Regions from separate parts of the Mus musculus genome. Here regions 1 and 2 are each linked to region 3. The links are chromatin contacts, called in public HiChIP or PLAC-seq and promoter capture Hi-C maps. All regions are on one chromosome and are shown on one strand. The core of a region is the stretch at or near the end of the contact, and the rest is flanking DNA. Distances in the headings are between cores, read along the strand shown. Region 1 holds the start of Mtfr1l (mitochondrial fission regulator 1-like). Region 2 holds the start of Pdik1l (PDLIM1 interacting kinase 1 like). Region 3 holds the start of Srsf10 (serine and arginine-rich splicing factor 10).

Evidence for each region. HiChIP or PLAC-seq counts read pairs in DNA pulled down with a chosen protein or histone mark. Capture Hi-C pulls out chosen DNA fragments and counts their contacts.
Region 1: a contact with region 3 is called in a promoter capture Hi-C map of liver, with 2.5 times the contacts expected there. The contact joins the promoter of Mtfr1l here to the promoter of Srsf10 in region 3. A contact is called at or near these places in 2 of 39 promoter capture datasets (hippocampal neurons and liver), 1 of 115 datasets of contacts at active chromatin or transcription factors (microglia) and 1 of 9 other capture datasets (liver).
Region 2: a contact with region 3 is called in an H3K4me3 HiChIP or PLAC-seq map of embryonic stem cells, with 5 read pairs. The contact joins the promoter of Pdik1l here to the promoter of Srsf10 in region 3. A contact is called at or near these places in 2 of 115 datasets of contacts at active chromatin or transcription factors (both in embryonic stem cells).

Annotation. Positions count from the first base shown.
Region 1 is chr4:134,532,824-134,537,119 of GRCm38.p6, reverse strand. It overlaps Mtfr1l (mitochondrial fission regulator 1-like), which reads left to right and starts at 1,733. Exons shown (of 7, transcript NM_029759.4): 1 at 1,733-1,870.
Region 2 is chr4:134,284,938-134,289,882 of GRCm38.p6, reverse strand. It overlaps Pdik1l (PDLIM1 interacting kinase 1 like), which reads left to right and starts at 2,630. Exons shown (of 3, transcript NM_001163794.1): 1 at 2,630-2,722.
Region 3 is chr4:135,852,502-135,857,447 of GRCm38.p6, reverse strand. It overlaps Srsf10 (serine and arginine-rich splicing factor 10), which reads right to left and starts at 1,377. Exons shown (of 6, transcript NM_001080387.2): 1 at 1,157-1,377. The coding sequence starts at 1,221.

The sequences.
Region 1 (4,296 bases), core at 484-2,983, 1.3 Mb after region 3:
TCAGGACCTCTGGAAGAGCAGCCAGCGCTCTCAACCGCTGAGCCATCTCTCCAGCCCCCAATTATTTATCTTATGGGGAGCAGTGCAAAATGAAGTACACACACACACATACACACAAACCCATAAGAAACGTTTAAATGGTCAGATGCCACACAGTGGTGGTGAAAGAAAGATGAAATTTCAAGACCTGTAAGTCATATAAAGTACTCAGAAATTGCTGGTTGTTTGTGAGCCTAGAGGCTGTCTGGGGCTGAGAAAAGAGAAAAACAAACCTGGGTATTCCCCGTAGTTAAAACACTCCTGGGAACATCTTGACCATAAGATAAAGAGGAATGTGAGGACATAACAGGGCTATCTGAACTGAGTCAACAACTCACAGAACTCTGACACCCTGCACGTACATGTAATTTTTCTCCTGATGTTTGAATAAGCCAATAGTGTGTTGCTATGCTGAATTCCACACCCCTAAGCCCCTTACCCCATAAAAACCCCTAGCTTTCCAGCCTCGTGGCCGACATCCGTTATCTCCTGTGTGGGATGCATGTCGGTCCGGAGCTCCGTAATTAAACGACCTCATTTAATTCCATCAAGATGGTCCTTCGTGATTTTTTGGGTGCACACCGAATCGGGAATTGAGTGGGGGTTTCCCCACTAGGTTCTATCAGTGGCTTTGTCGCTGATAGACTATCTGACAGTGATACCCAACAATCAAAAAGGAGCTGAGAAATTCCAGCTATCTATCTTGGCATGTGCCCTACCGGTGTTTAGAAGTAAATGTCTACAATTGTGATACAACTTCCCTGGGATTTAGCACAGTTGCAACTGTGCAGGTTTTTGTAGCCTGGAGCAATAGGCTTTACCAATTCACCTAGGATGTAGTATATTCTGTAGGTGTGTGTACGTACTCACTCTATAATGTTTGTGTAACTCAGTCACCTAAGGACACGTTTCCCAAAGAGTACCCGTTCTTCAGCAACATATAACTGTAATTTCCAGAGGACAACAATAGAGAAATAAAGCATGTATGGGTGTAGTAAGGCAGGTCTGGGCATAATGCCCATTGTGACTGCACAAAGCTGTCCACCCACGAATCCAAAAGATTTGTCCCTGGCAGGTGGGGATTATAGGCTTTGGGAGAACTGGTGAGTCAGGCAAAGCCACGTGCAGAGAAGAAAGTGTATGCCCATTAACTGGATGCCATGGAGACCGGTAGAAAGAGCGACCTTGAGAGCTTTGGTGTCTCCGAGTGCCATCAATCCACCCATCTCATTAACAGACTGAACTATGCTGCACACGTGTGTACGTGTATGAGCGTGTGTGAGACAGAGAACTTTAAAATAGAAGACAGCTATTCCGAAGCACTGGAGGGCATGCCTGAAAGGCGAAAGCAGCCATTTTTGCTGGGGGATGTATCTGGGGGAGCATGAAATGGGACGAGGGTCCAGACTAGATAGGAAAGGCTGAAATGCCAAGATGAGAGGATTCGGAGATCTGCAGCAGGAGTATGGACTATTTCCAGTGCTGAGCAGCAACACTGGCAGACTACCGCTTCCCAGAAGTTTGTTGACACTAAACACGGGAAGCAACTCCTACGGCAGCAACTAAACTTGGGAGGAAAACTCCAGCGGGATGCGCGCACAGACTTCGTGCCCTCCCCCGGAGGGGTGAGGGCGTGGCCCGGGGAGGGGTGTGGCCTCCTGGCCGGTCTGCCGTCCACTCAGAGCCCGCGTCCATTCCGGGCCCCTCTCTAGGCCCGCCTCTCCTGGGCGTGGTGCTCGCCGCGCAGCTGCAAATGATTGCTTCCGGAGGCGGGTCAGCGGAAGTGAGGGACTTCGAGGCCGGGCCGCCCGCTGGGGTAGGAGGGGCTGAGGTGAGTGTGGCGCTGGAGTCCGGGCTAAGCCCGATGCGGGGTCCCACAGGAGACGGGCTCGGTGAGCGCCCTGGGCCGTCGCCGGCGTCTCCGTCCCGGCGCAGGGGAGCACGCGTTCCCTGTTCCCGTGCAAGTTCTCGCGGGAGTCGCCGCTGTCTGCCCCCCTCGGTGAGGGCACTGGTCCCCAGGCGTAGTTGCTGGCCGTGTCACCCAGCGGTTGGGGTCGCCCCAGCCGTTGGAGCGCGGTACGCCCCGGGCCGCGCGGCGTATCTGGGACCTACGCCGGCCTGGAGGCTACTGAGCGGCCCGGCCCGGCCCGCGGGTCCAAGGGCCGCTGGACGCGCGGTAGGAACTTGGCCGACCTTGGCCCGGGCCGGGTCGCCGTCGCGGGGGTGGGGACCCGTCGTTGAGGGCGCAGGGGGCTGCATCTTGCTGGCCACCGGCGCCTCGTGAGACCCTCGCGCGCTCTGCCCGGGTGTCCGCCGGGCACCGCTGGGCTAAAGTTTCTCCCTGGCCCAGGACCTGCCGGGTCGAGGCGCTCTCGGAGCAGAGAGGGTCTGCCGAGAGTGGCCGCACGGGAAGACGCGGGCACGGCCAGCGCAGAAGGAGCTGCGGCAGCGCCGATGTGCGGAGGGAGAGCCGGGGCTGCGGAACCGGCTAGAGCGTCTAGCGGGCACGCGGGGGGCGGGGCCTCGAAGCCAAGTTAGTGTCGCCTACAGCGGTTTCTTAAAAGCAAGCCAAGTGCTTACAGCGGCTGCCGGAGGCCGGGATATGGGCCGTTCGGTTACTTCCATTTCTGTTTTGAGCACCCTCGGAAGGCGATCCAGGCTGCCACGGAGTGAACTGCGAACCCCAGGCTGCCAGGGACAGAGTGATGGATGAGCTGGGTGCTGAGGGACTGAGATAAGCTGGATAAGTTGGGTCCCACAGAGGCAGTGGTATAGACTGGGGCACAGATAGGTGTGTTGGGAGCTGGTAGCCCGGTAGTAGCATGGCCCCAGCAGAAGACTAGGGAGTGAGTATGGTCGCAGATCGTGTACTTGCCAAACTGTATTAGAGCTTGGTCTTAAGAGAGCTGGAAGATGGGGTATATCCTGCTGGCAGGACTGTGGAGTCTAGAAGAGAGTTGAAAGATTTAAACACCAGAGTAATAGAACCGGCAGCTTGTTAAACCCGAGGTTTAGATTCGGTTGGAGTCTTTGGAGATGAAGCAGGACAGGAGAGGGCGTAATGGCAGGAGTAGCACAGTTAAGTGGCCTTTAGCAAGAAGTCTGGCACACAGGGACTTTGTAGGCTTGAACATGGCTGCACATATCAGAACCTGGACCAGACTTTAGACACTGTCCACTGAACAGCCATTTGGTGACTGGCTAGACAAGTTCTTTCCTCTCTCCATGTATACTCTCATGACAACTCTCTAAGGCAGAAGAGGAACTCCAGCTCTCCCTTAAGAGATGCCGACCATCCAGTTCATCTCCTCACTGTTGAGAGCCAGACCTAGGTTCTCCAGTGACTCTCACAAGACCTCTGGTCTGCCTTTTGCAATCCCTTGGGATGCTCTGTCCTCTTTAGAAGACTTTCACTTTCCTAGTCTCTCCAAACTCACCATGGGGCCCTGGGCTGTAGTTACCTCTTAATGAGACCCAGCCTTTCATTGAAAAATGTGTCCGGGTCCTGCAGGTCCCATTGGACTTGAGTTCCTTAAAAGCACAAATATCTGCATGCCTGGCACTAGTGGGTATTTTTGTGTTTAATAGACATAAACGCTCACTAATTGAACCTCCGTGCCAGGGCAGCTGTGAAGGGTACAGTTAGGAGTACTGCTTTGTATATTAACCTTATAAATTAATTCTCAAAATTTACGAGTAACTGTCTTATTTTAAATTTTGTTAAGCACTTTGCCCACCCAATTTCACTGACCTTTAGGGTAGTCTAGAGTGGCAACTTTACCTTTCTCCATTTTACCAATGAAGAAAGCAACATCCAAAAGCATTATAAGACACAGTCATAGATGAGGAGGACAAAACCTCTTGGGGCTGGAGGTGTGGTTCTGTGACAGAATGTTTGTAGTTGGGGGTGGGGTGATCCATTCCAACCACTTAAAGCTCTTTTCCCCATAGCCCAGTAGACTGAAATTAGCACGAGTTGGCCGTTGAATCTTTCTTACCCACTTGAATTCTCAAGAATAAATGCTTAGTTGGACGGCATTCTTGGTTTTGCTCTCTGTTGGGCTTTGTAACCACCAGAGTGCTCTCTCTACATCTTGGAGGTGTTGCCTCAGTTAACCTTAGAGCCTGGAAGTTTCCCTAGGTTGGTCGAGCTTTCTCAACAGGTCTGAAATGTAGCCTGTAATGGGTCTGGGTTTAGAAAAGCCAGGGACAAGGAAGGGCAGCCTTCGTGGCTAGCTTTCTTCCTTTAACCATTGG
Region 2 (4,945 bases), core at 1,381-3,880, 1.6 Mb after region 3:
TCAGCCCCTGGAATCCCTGTCTTAGTTAGGGTTCCATTGCTGTGAAGACACCCTGACCAAGGCAACTCTTACAGAGGCAAACATTTCATTGGGGCTGGCTTACAGATTCAGAGGTTTAGCCCACTGTCATCATAGCAGGAAGCATGCCAGCATCCAGGCAGATATGGTGATGGAGAAGAAGCTGAGAGTTCTGCATCCTGATTCGGAGGCAACCAGGAGAGATTGACATGCTCAGGCAGCTAGGAGGAGGCTCTCTGCAATGGGTGCAGGCTGAGCCTAAGAGACCTCCACAGCACACCCCCACCGTGACACACTCCCTCCAACAAGGCCAAGCCTTGGAACAGTACGACTCCCTAGGGGCCAAAGATATTCAAGCAACCACATCCCCCAAAGGTAGAAGGTGAAAATGAACTCCACTAAGTTGTCCTCTGACATACATCATACAAACATAAATCCATAATTTTATATTTAAGGTTGCTCAGGTGTGGTAGTATATACATTTAATCCCAGCAACACTCAGGAGGCAGAGGCATCTCTGAGTTCAAGGCCAGCTTGGTCTACAGAGACAGTTTCAGGCCAGCCAGGGCTATAAAGTGAGACCCTGCCTCAAAGGCAAAAGAACTGTAGAATGTAAAGTAATTCTTTTATTGGACGGATAGGCTTTTTAAAAGTTTAAAATATAAGCAACTAACTTTGTTAGTCACATAGAAGATGATGGCACACCGTAAAACACTAGTCTTGTTAGCTTCAGCTGTCAACTTGCCAGCTTAGCTATTTGAGGAAGTGTCCAGTGGGGGATAGCCTCTATCAGACTGGCCTGTAAGCACATCTGTGAGGGGGTTTGTTGATTGCCCAATGTGGGCAGTGCTATTTCTAGGCAGGCCAGCCTAAACTGTTTAGAAATGTAGTTGAGCCATGACCCTGGAGCAAGCCAGTAAGGAGCCTCCCCCACCCCCCACAGTTCCTTCCCTAGTTCCCTCCCTGACTTCCCTCAGTGATGGATGAATTCCCAGTGACCCTAACCCTGAAGGTTTAAGTCAAACAAACCTTTTCCTCCCCTAAGGTATTTTTGGTCAGCAATTTTTCTTTTTAATCACAGCAACAGGAAAGCAGCTAGAACAGGTACGTCCCTTGACGATCCCGTGACATTTTATGACCACAATAAACAAAAAGACTACTCTCATGAAGAGATCTCTTCCTAGTCCATCCTGTTTAACACTGGTAGCCGGCGTCTACTGAGCTTTCCTATTTCCCCCTACTTTCCAGGGCAGGAAGCAAGTCTTGACTGACTCAGTATTCCCAGAAAACGTGAGCACCAATAGGAGGATGGCCCTCAGGACAAACTCTGAATAGATTGCTGGGCTTTTATTAGGAGGGGCTGGAGGACGTTACACTAGGGTGCGAGTGGGTGTTCTAGGAAGACAACTTTTGGTCAATGTGGCAGGTGTTGGTTTCCTCGCCTATGAAAGCAGCAGGGTCAGTAGTAAGGTCTTTACTTTTGGAATATGGTTCAGATTATATAGAAAGTTGCCCAGACCCCAAATATTAGTTTCATAAGCAGATGACAAAGGATGATCCTGGAGGCACTGAGATGCTTAGGGGGCAATGAAGGCAGGATCAACCTTACTAACAAGCAGTAGGTACAGAATAATAAAGAAAAGAATGGGCGTTTCTGGCAGATGCTTACTCAATCTGTGTAACTAACGACGGGCCGGCCAGTTGGTCCTGGTTTCCAAGTGACTGTCACCCCGATCTCAGGGCAACTCAGGGTTATGACTGACAACTGCTGGGGGCATTTGAAAGGTTTTGTGCACGTATTTGAAGAACTCCGGGGGACTGCAGTCCTAGGAGACCTGTTTTGTGTCCGTACACCCGCCTAAAATGGGTCCCAACTCCGGTTCAGGCCAGCTAGGCTGCGCGCCGCAGCCAGGTAGGCCACACCCTCTCTCTCACCCAGCAGGACGCCCCGATCCTCAAGGCCGGGAACAATGAGGTTCCGGCTTCTTTAAGGGAGATACCACCGCGCCGGTGGGGCAGGGGACAGCATCCTCCCAGATGATCGCACCCAGGCCCGCGTCGCTGCCTGGGCCATTGTGCCACCCGCAAACACAGCTCGGTGCCTCGGAACGTAGGTGCAGCCAGCCTCCCAGCACTGGCCGCGCCTCCCCACGGACCCGCCGCCCAGTCCCGCCACCAGCGAGGAAGATGCACCGGGCATCCGGCCCCAGCGAACCGCGCGCTCCAGCCCGCCGCTCGGTAGGTCTGAAGAGGGCGGGCAGCGTAGCCCGCCACGGGGCACGAGCACCGCCGGCTCGGGCCAGCGGCCGCAGCTTCTCTGGGGTCCCGGGACGCGCCCCCCGCTGCGGCTGAGGGCGACCGTCCCCTGCCGCCACCCCTGCAGGGCAGCATTGGTCCGCTCTGCAGCGCGCACACCGCTGGAAACGCTCGGCTGTGCGCCGCGCCAGGGCAGCGACGGAGCGCAATGGCCAGAGCCCGCGGAGGAGAGGCGGGCGCTCGCCCGGCAGCAGGCGGCGCTCGGCTTGCGCACGCGCGCTACGGCAAGCCGGAGGGGGCGGGGCCCGGCGTGAGGGGGTGTGTCCGCGCACCACGGGGGCGCGCGCCGGCTTCTGACTGGAGGCCGCCGCGGCCGAGGGCGCGAGCTGCGCGATAATGGCGGCCTGCAGAGCTCATGAGAGGGAGAAGCGGCGGCGGCTGCCCTGAGGTAAACCTGGCCCTTCGCCGTGCCACGGATGCCCCGCAGTCAGAACCGGTCTCCCTGCATGTGTCTCTGTCCCCAGCAGGCCTGTCACGGACCTCTCAGTGGAGTCATCCCCGGGAAGGCCCGGTGCTGCGCCGGCCACCGGCCGGGGACTGCGGCCTCCGTTCCCGCCCGGGCCACTCCCGGAGTCCGGTCCCCTAGGCTGCAGCCGCCAGGAGTTGAAGCGACTGCGAGGCCCGCTCAGGGGCCACGGGAGGGTCCCTCGGGGTTTCCAGGGACGGCCGCCCGGAGTGAGCTTGCTGCTTGGCCAGTGAGCGCGCCTCGGCGACAGAGCGAGCACCGCTGGCCTTACTTGTCCCCGTCCCCGGCACCAGCAGGTGCATGTCCAAGCCGCCGGTGCCCAGCCCCGGAGGGAGAATGGCAGGCAGGCAGGCAGGAGGGTCCGGGACGTGCCATCGTAAGGCGCTCGGGTTCTCGAAGGATGCTTCAGCAGGGCGTCTCTCCAGCCAGGACCCCAAGGATTTGATAGACACCGTCCTTTCTTATGCAAGGAAGGCGTTCTTCCTTGGGGGGGGGGACCTCTGGCAAGTGGGAGAGGACAGGGGACCGCTGCAGAGAAAAGAGTCACTTGGAAGTGCCTAGTAACCGGGAATCAGCACAGAGCAGGACAGAATGGCCCGCCCGGTGACAGGAAACCTGACATTGGGGAATCCAGGAAGAAATTGAAGGGTAGGCGACCAATACAAGGAAGTAACTCAGGGCAAACCTCAGGAACAGTCATTTTCTTTTAAATCTGGCCAATGAACTTAAAGTAGTCGTTCCGGGAGTCTCCGGTTCCCGGGGCAGTCACTTTGTTTACCTGGTTGTGCAATGTAAATACAATCTTACTCTTCCTGGCCGGCGAAGACAGTGACAGTGAGTGAGGGAGCGTACTGCAGACTCTCCACTCAAAAGAACATTTCTCTGTGGGGCCTGTGCTCCAGCTTGCCTTTAAATGATTTCTCAAGGTACAGCGCCAAAGGACTTTGTCAGAGGATTCCCTGTGATGTATAGGATGCTCCCCCTTTGGCCAGAAAAGACCTAGAATTAAATAACTATGCTAAACAACGATAAAAAGGTAGTTGACTTACTTCATTTTGAGGGAACAGCTCTGCAAAAACTTTATTTGTGCCCATTTTGTAAGAAACAAATAACTAAGCATGCTGGTGCAGGTCTATAACCCTAGTTTTTGGAAGGTGGAAGCAGGAGATTAGGGTCATTCCCTGCTATATAGTAAATTCAGGGGTAGCCTGAGCTACCTGAGACACTGTTGCAAACAAAACATAAGTAAGTGATCTTGACCACTTTTGGTCCATAAACCAAAGTCAGGGGTTTGCATTTCTAAGTGTGAGGGATTTTTATGTTTCACTGCTTTTGTTTGTGTGTTTTCTTCTCAAGACAGGGTCTCTCTGTAGCCCTGGGTATCCTAGAACTCCCTCTGTAGATCAGGCTGGCCTTGAACTCAGAGATCCGCCTTCCTCTGCCTCCTACACGCTGAGATTAAAGGTGTGAGCCACCACCTCTTGATGAAATTTCAAATTTCGGGTATATATATATTTTTAACAATGGCATTTTCAAGCAGTTAAGGATTAAATGAACTTAATATAAAAGTAGCCAGGTTTGGCTACTTAACACACTTGTAATACCACCATTCCAAAGACCAAGGTAGCCAAGGCTATTGAGGTGGCTCAGTGGGTAAAGTTATGTTCTGCCAAGCCATATAACATGAGCTCAGTTTCTGGAACCACATGGTAGAAGGAGAGAACTGACTCCCACATACTGCCCTCTGACTTACACAAAGCTACACACAGATATGTAAAATATACAATAAAATCTTAAAAGATGTGAAAGCCGTCTTGAGCCACATAATCACAAGAACCTGTCTTTTAAAAGAAACAAGACCGGAAGCAAGGCATGGTGACATGAACCTTTAATCCCACACTGGGGAAGCAGAGACAGGCTTATCTCTGAGTTGGAGGCCTGCCAGGGTTTCATAGTGAGATCTTGTTCAAAAAAGGAGTGGGTGGGTGGAGCCTGGAGAGAGTTCAATGGGTAGAACATTTGCTGAGTAAGTCTGGGGGACTGAATTTGGATCCCTAGAACCCATGTGAAGGTAGATGTGCCTTCCTGTGGGGAGATGGGTGGCAGAGACAGAGTGTCCAAAGTTCACAGGCCACTACCCTGGCA
Region 3 (4,946 bases), core at 128-2,627:
TGGTTTGGAACCCAATTTCCAGCATTAAGCATTCCCATCACATCCCCGCTTACGCTAAAATTGTTCAACAGGGTCAGCCATTAAAAATCTGAAATAAAACCATCACAGTATCTACATACTTCATACTTAAGTATTAAAACGACAAAATGGAAAAATTTTTAAGTCGTTAATTAACCACTTTTGTTTTATGCGTAATGACAAAGAGGATACAAAACTCCACAAAACAAGAAAAACCCAAAACCTCAGTTTTTCTTCGGAGTTTATTTTGTACGAACACGAAGAGTAATCCTGTGATAAAAATCTCTTCTGAAAAATTCCGAAGGCAATTCAAAGCAAAGGACAAGCTGTGAAAACAAAGCCCTTTACCAGGCGAGACTCGAACTCCCAGACCCGTCTTCTGAGTGCTGGGGCTACGCCCGGAGACAAGGCGGACTTTTATTAAAAGTACCGCCTCCGTTCACCCAAGTTAATCACGAAGGTCCCTAACGGGAGCGGTCTCTCCAGCACCTCGTTTTCAAAGAGATTTCCGCGAAAACACGTGGATCACTCCATTTAACCGAAAAATTGTTACACTCGCCCCAATCTCCACGACTCCTCTCCCCCACAGCAATCTCGAATCCACTCATCACCATCCACACAGATGGGGGAGATGGAGCTGCAAACCCTCCCCTCCGCTATCCCGTTATCCCACTCGCATCTTTTCCATCTTCTGACTTCGTAGCCCGAGCTGACCTCCGACTCGCGCCGATCCTCCCGCCTCGGCTTCCCCGAGTGCTGGCCTGGGCCGCCCCGCCTGGCAACCCTTTTCCCGTTTTCAACAACAAAAATCCCTTTCAGGCCGAGGGGGGCGTGCACCTCATGGAACGTGGACGTCGGATCCATGAGGGACACACACGTCCGGCCCGCCGGCTCGGCCCAGCCGCCGAGCACGCGGGGGAGGACGGGGCCCCCGAATGCCCGCCACGCGGCCCTCACGCCTGCTCGCTCGCCAGCGCTCGGCCCGGTGTCCGCCCTTGCTCCTGCAGGCCGGCGGCGCGGCCTAGAGCCGGCGCGGGCCCCGCCATCTTCGCCCCGCCCCTCCCCCGCGCCACGGCCGCCGCTCGCCGGGCGCCCGCGGCCTCCCTCCCCCGCGCAGTAGCTGCTCCGGTGCGCTCACCTGGTGTCGTCCGCCACGTTCCTGACGAACAGAGACGTGTTAGGGGGGCGCAGGTATCGGGACATGGTGGCGGCGGGACTCTGGGCCGGCGGCGCTAACGGGCTCGGGCAAACCGTCCGCAGCTCCGGCGGCGGCTCACATCCACTCACACCACACTCGCACAGACCCAGAGGGCTCCGCTACGGCAACTGCCTCTTCTCGCGAGACTTGGCTCCCGCCTCCAGGCCCCCTCCCACCTCCCGCCCCGCAGCACCGGCGGAGGGGGACAACGGCTTTTTCCCGCGAGATCTCTGGGCGTGCGCGCGCCGCCGGCCTGACGCGCGCACCGCGGCCTCGCTGCCGTTCATTGGCTCCAGGCGCGGGCTCCTCCCCTCCCCCTCTTTCTTTCTTTAGCGCTGCGCTTTCCCGCCCTTTCCCGCCCGGCCGAGCCCGCCATCCCTCCTCCTCTCGGCGAGCGCTCGGGTTAAACTACCATGACCGGGCTCGGGAGCCTCGGAGCCAGCTAGAGGCTGCTCCGGAATCCGCTGTTCGGAGTTGCGCCTGGGCTTCTTATCAGATCTCTGGCCAGAGAGAGGAACTTAGAGATTCTTTGTGGGGTTTGGGGGAGGGGCAGAGCTTTCGGCGTGCCGTGCGTGCAACTCTCTGCCTTTGCTGCACATCCGCGTCACCTAGGCACGCAATTCCCTCCCCGTGAGACCCGGGCCCTGCTGTCCTTGTCTCTGTTGCTCACATGCAAGGTGCCTGAACCCCTTTTCCAGCCTTGAAGAGGTGGTGTTTGTCTCTTTGTTGTTTTCTGGGGATCCAATCTAGGTCCTTGGATTTGCTAGCCAAGTTTCTTCCCACAGACCTGCCTGCACCCTAAGACAGACACTGCCCACTCACCCCGGCCCATCGTCCCCCTCTTGCTCCAGTCCCCCTCCAACTTTCAGTCCTCATCATGGGACTCCCCAGCTACAAAAAAACCTTGGCTAGCTGGTTTGCTTTTCTCCCTCTCCTTTTTTCTCCTCTCTTCTCCCTCCCCTCCCTCTCTCTAGCGCCTCCTCCCCTCTATTCCCCACGTTGAGGGAGCGGGCTCAGTGCTTTGTTACTAGTTCCCTCTTTGGCCTCCTAGGGCACCCATACACAAGTGGGCAATACACTTAGATTTTTATTATTGTTTTTGTGTGTGTGGTTTTTTGTTTGTTTGTTTGTTTGCTTGCTTTTCGAGACAGGGTTTCTCTGTACAGCCCTGGCTGTCCTGGAACTCACTTTGTAGACCAGGCTGGCCTCGAACTCAGAAATCCACCTGCCTGTGCCTCCCAAGTGCTGGGATCAAAGGCGTGCGCCACCACTGCCCAGCGCCCTGTTTTTAAATATGGCTTATATGCGTTAATATCTACGGAGTTCAAACTTATGAGTGAGAAGATGCACACATCACTTCCCTCACATACATCACACAGTCTCTGGTAAACATGAGGACTGCGGAGAGAATGAGAGTATGACCAAGAAGAAAAGCAAGAAGTCCAACACCCCTTGACCACCAGGCTTTTGGGCACGTTGTGCAATTTACCAAACAGCAGCTCTGCCAAAGGAGTGGTGTGAAGGAGGCTGTACCGAAGGCCTTCAGGAAAGTACTGCCCGCTGGGAATGCGTCTTCAGTATTTTGTTTGAATCTTTGCTTTATTGCAAGATGGTATAATTGATTTAAATTATAATTTGGTCATCTGGGTGGGGGAATAAGTTGCTGCAAATCTTTTTGTTCGAAAGCGACTAGAGAGGTGGCTCAGCGGTTAAGAGCACGCGCTGCTCTTCCAGAGCACGGACCTGAGTTCAGTTCCAATGTAGGTGGCTCACAGCCGCCTGCAACTCCATCTCTAGGGGATCCAGCACCCTCTTCTGACTTCTGCGGGCACCGGCACACCCATACCCACACACACATGCTCACATTTCTCTCTTTCTGTTTAAAAGCGCAGGGAGGATTAGAAATACCCGACTGGCTGGCAGATCGATGTAACCCAATAAATGAACATTTCTTAAGAAAGGCACTGTAATTTCAGTAGCAACCCAGGAAGATTCAACCACGTAGATGAGCTCCCATCAGCCAACTGCTTCTGGCTGTCACCATTGAGATAGGTGTATTTACATAACATGTTGCACTGGAGCCTTCTCTGTGAGCAGCTTGGGTGTACAGTGTGCCTGTCAATCATCTCTCTCTCCTGCTGTGTGAAGATGATCTGTTCCGCCTACTTCTCCACCCATTACATCCTGCAGAGAAATAGGAATATTCCAGGCAATTTTTGCTTTACCCCCTTCTATGGTCTACGTACCATCCATAAGTGACCTCCAAGGCCACGACACTGTAGTTTCTCTGTCCAAAGGAGCAAAGGTAGTGGTGTGTTTGAACCAGTAACTTCTCTAATTCTCTAGCATCCGGGATCTGTTTAATGGGTGCCTGGTTTGCTTCTTCTAGTCAGGCAATGTTTTGCTCATTGAATTTATCAATAAATTCTCCAACAAAGACATCATGTTTTTAAAAAAATTACATGGATAGTTAACTGCTATTGATATAGTAGAGAGATGGTCTCTCGGCAAGCAATAACATATATATGTCTGTGGATAGAAAACACAAGATAAGCATGGCATTGTGGGGCATGCCTTTGATCCCAGGTGCTTGGGAGGTAGAGTCAGGAGGATTTCTGTGAGTTGGAGGACAGCCTGTTCTATACAGTGAGTTCTAGAACAGCCAGGGCTACACAGAAAGACACTGTCTTTAATAACAACAAAAATACAACCCAGGTTAAACCTACTTCCACACACCTAGGACCCATTACACTAGTTTTAACATTTATTTACATAGACATGCAAGCAAAAACACTCAAACACTCACTATGTAGCCTTCCTTGGTTTGGAACTAGACTGGTCTCATACTCACAGATTGCCTCTGCCTCCTGAGTGCTGGGATTAAACGTGAACACCACTCCCAGACCTCTTACTTTCTTTTAACTCCATAGCCCTGGGTGATCTGGAACTTTCTATGTAGACCAGGCTTGCTTAGAACTCACAGAGATCTGCCTCTGTCTTCCAGGTGCTGAAATGCCTGAGCCACCATTCCTGGTCCTCCCTTTATTTTCTCAGTGATGTGGTAATATACATCCTGACTAAAGTGTGAAGAAATCTCTCAGTAGCTTTAATTTGCATCTTCTTGATGGCCAAGGATGCTGAACCCTATTTGAAATACTTATTGGCTATTTATGTTCCTTAAGAACTGTCTGTCCCTGGCCTGAGTGAGCCAGGTTGGGGGGGGGGGTCCGAGAGATCGGGCCAGAGCAGAGGGAGAAAGGGAAGGGGGAAAAAAACCTGTCTGTCCAATTATTGGTCCATTTATTTTATTTTTATTTTGTTTTTTTGTTTGTTTGTTTTTGGTTTTTGGTTTTTTCGAGACAGGGTTTCTCTGTGTAGCCCTGGCTGTCCTGGAACTCACTTTGTAGACCAGGCTGGCCTCGAACTCAGAAACCCACCTGCCCCTGCCTCCCAAGTGCTGGGACTAAAGGCATGCGCCACCACGCCCGGCTATTGGTCCATTTATTGATGGTCAGGTTGTTGCTATTGTGTGCTTCCCCATGAGACTTTTTTTTTCCCCCCTGAGACAGGGTTTCTCTCTGCGTATCCCTGGCTGTCCTGGAACTCACTCTGTAGACCAAGCTGGCTTCAAGCTCAGAGATCCGCCTGCCTCTGCCTCTGGAGTGCTGGGATCAAAGGCGTGTGCCACCACTGCCCAGCCCTCCCTTCGAGACTTTTAAAACACAAACCT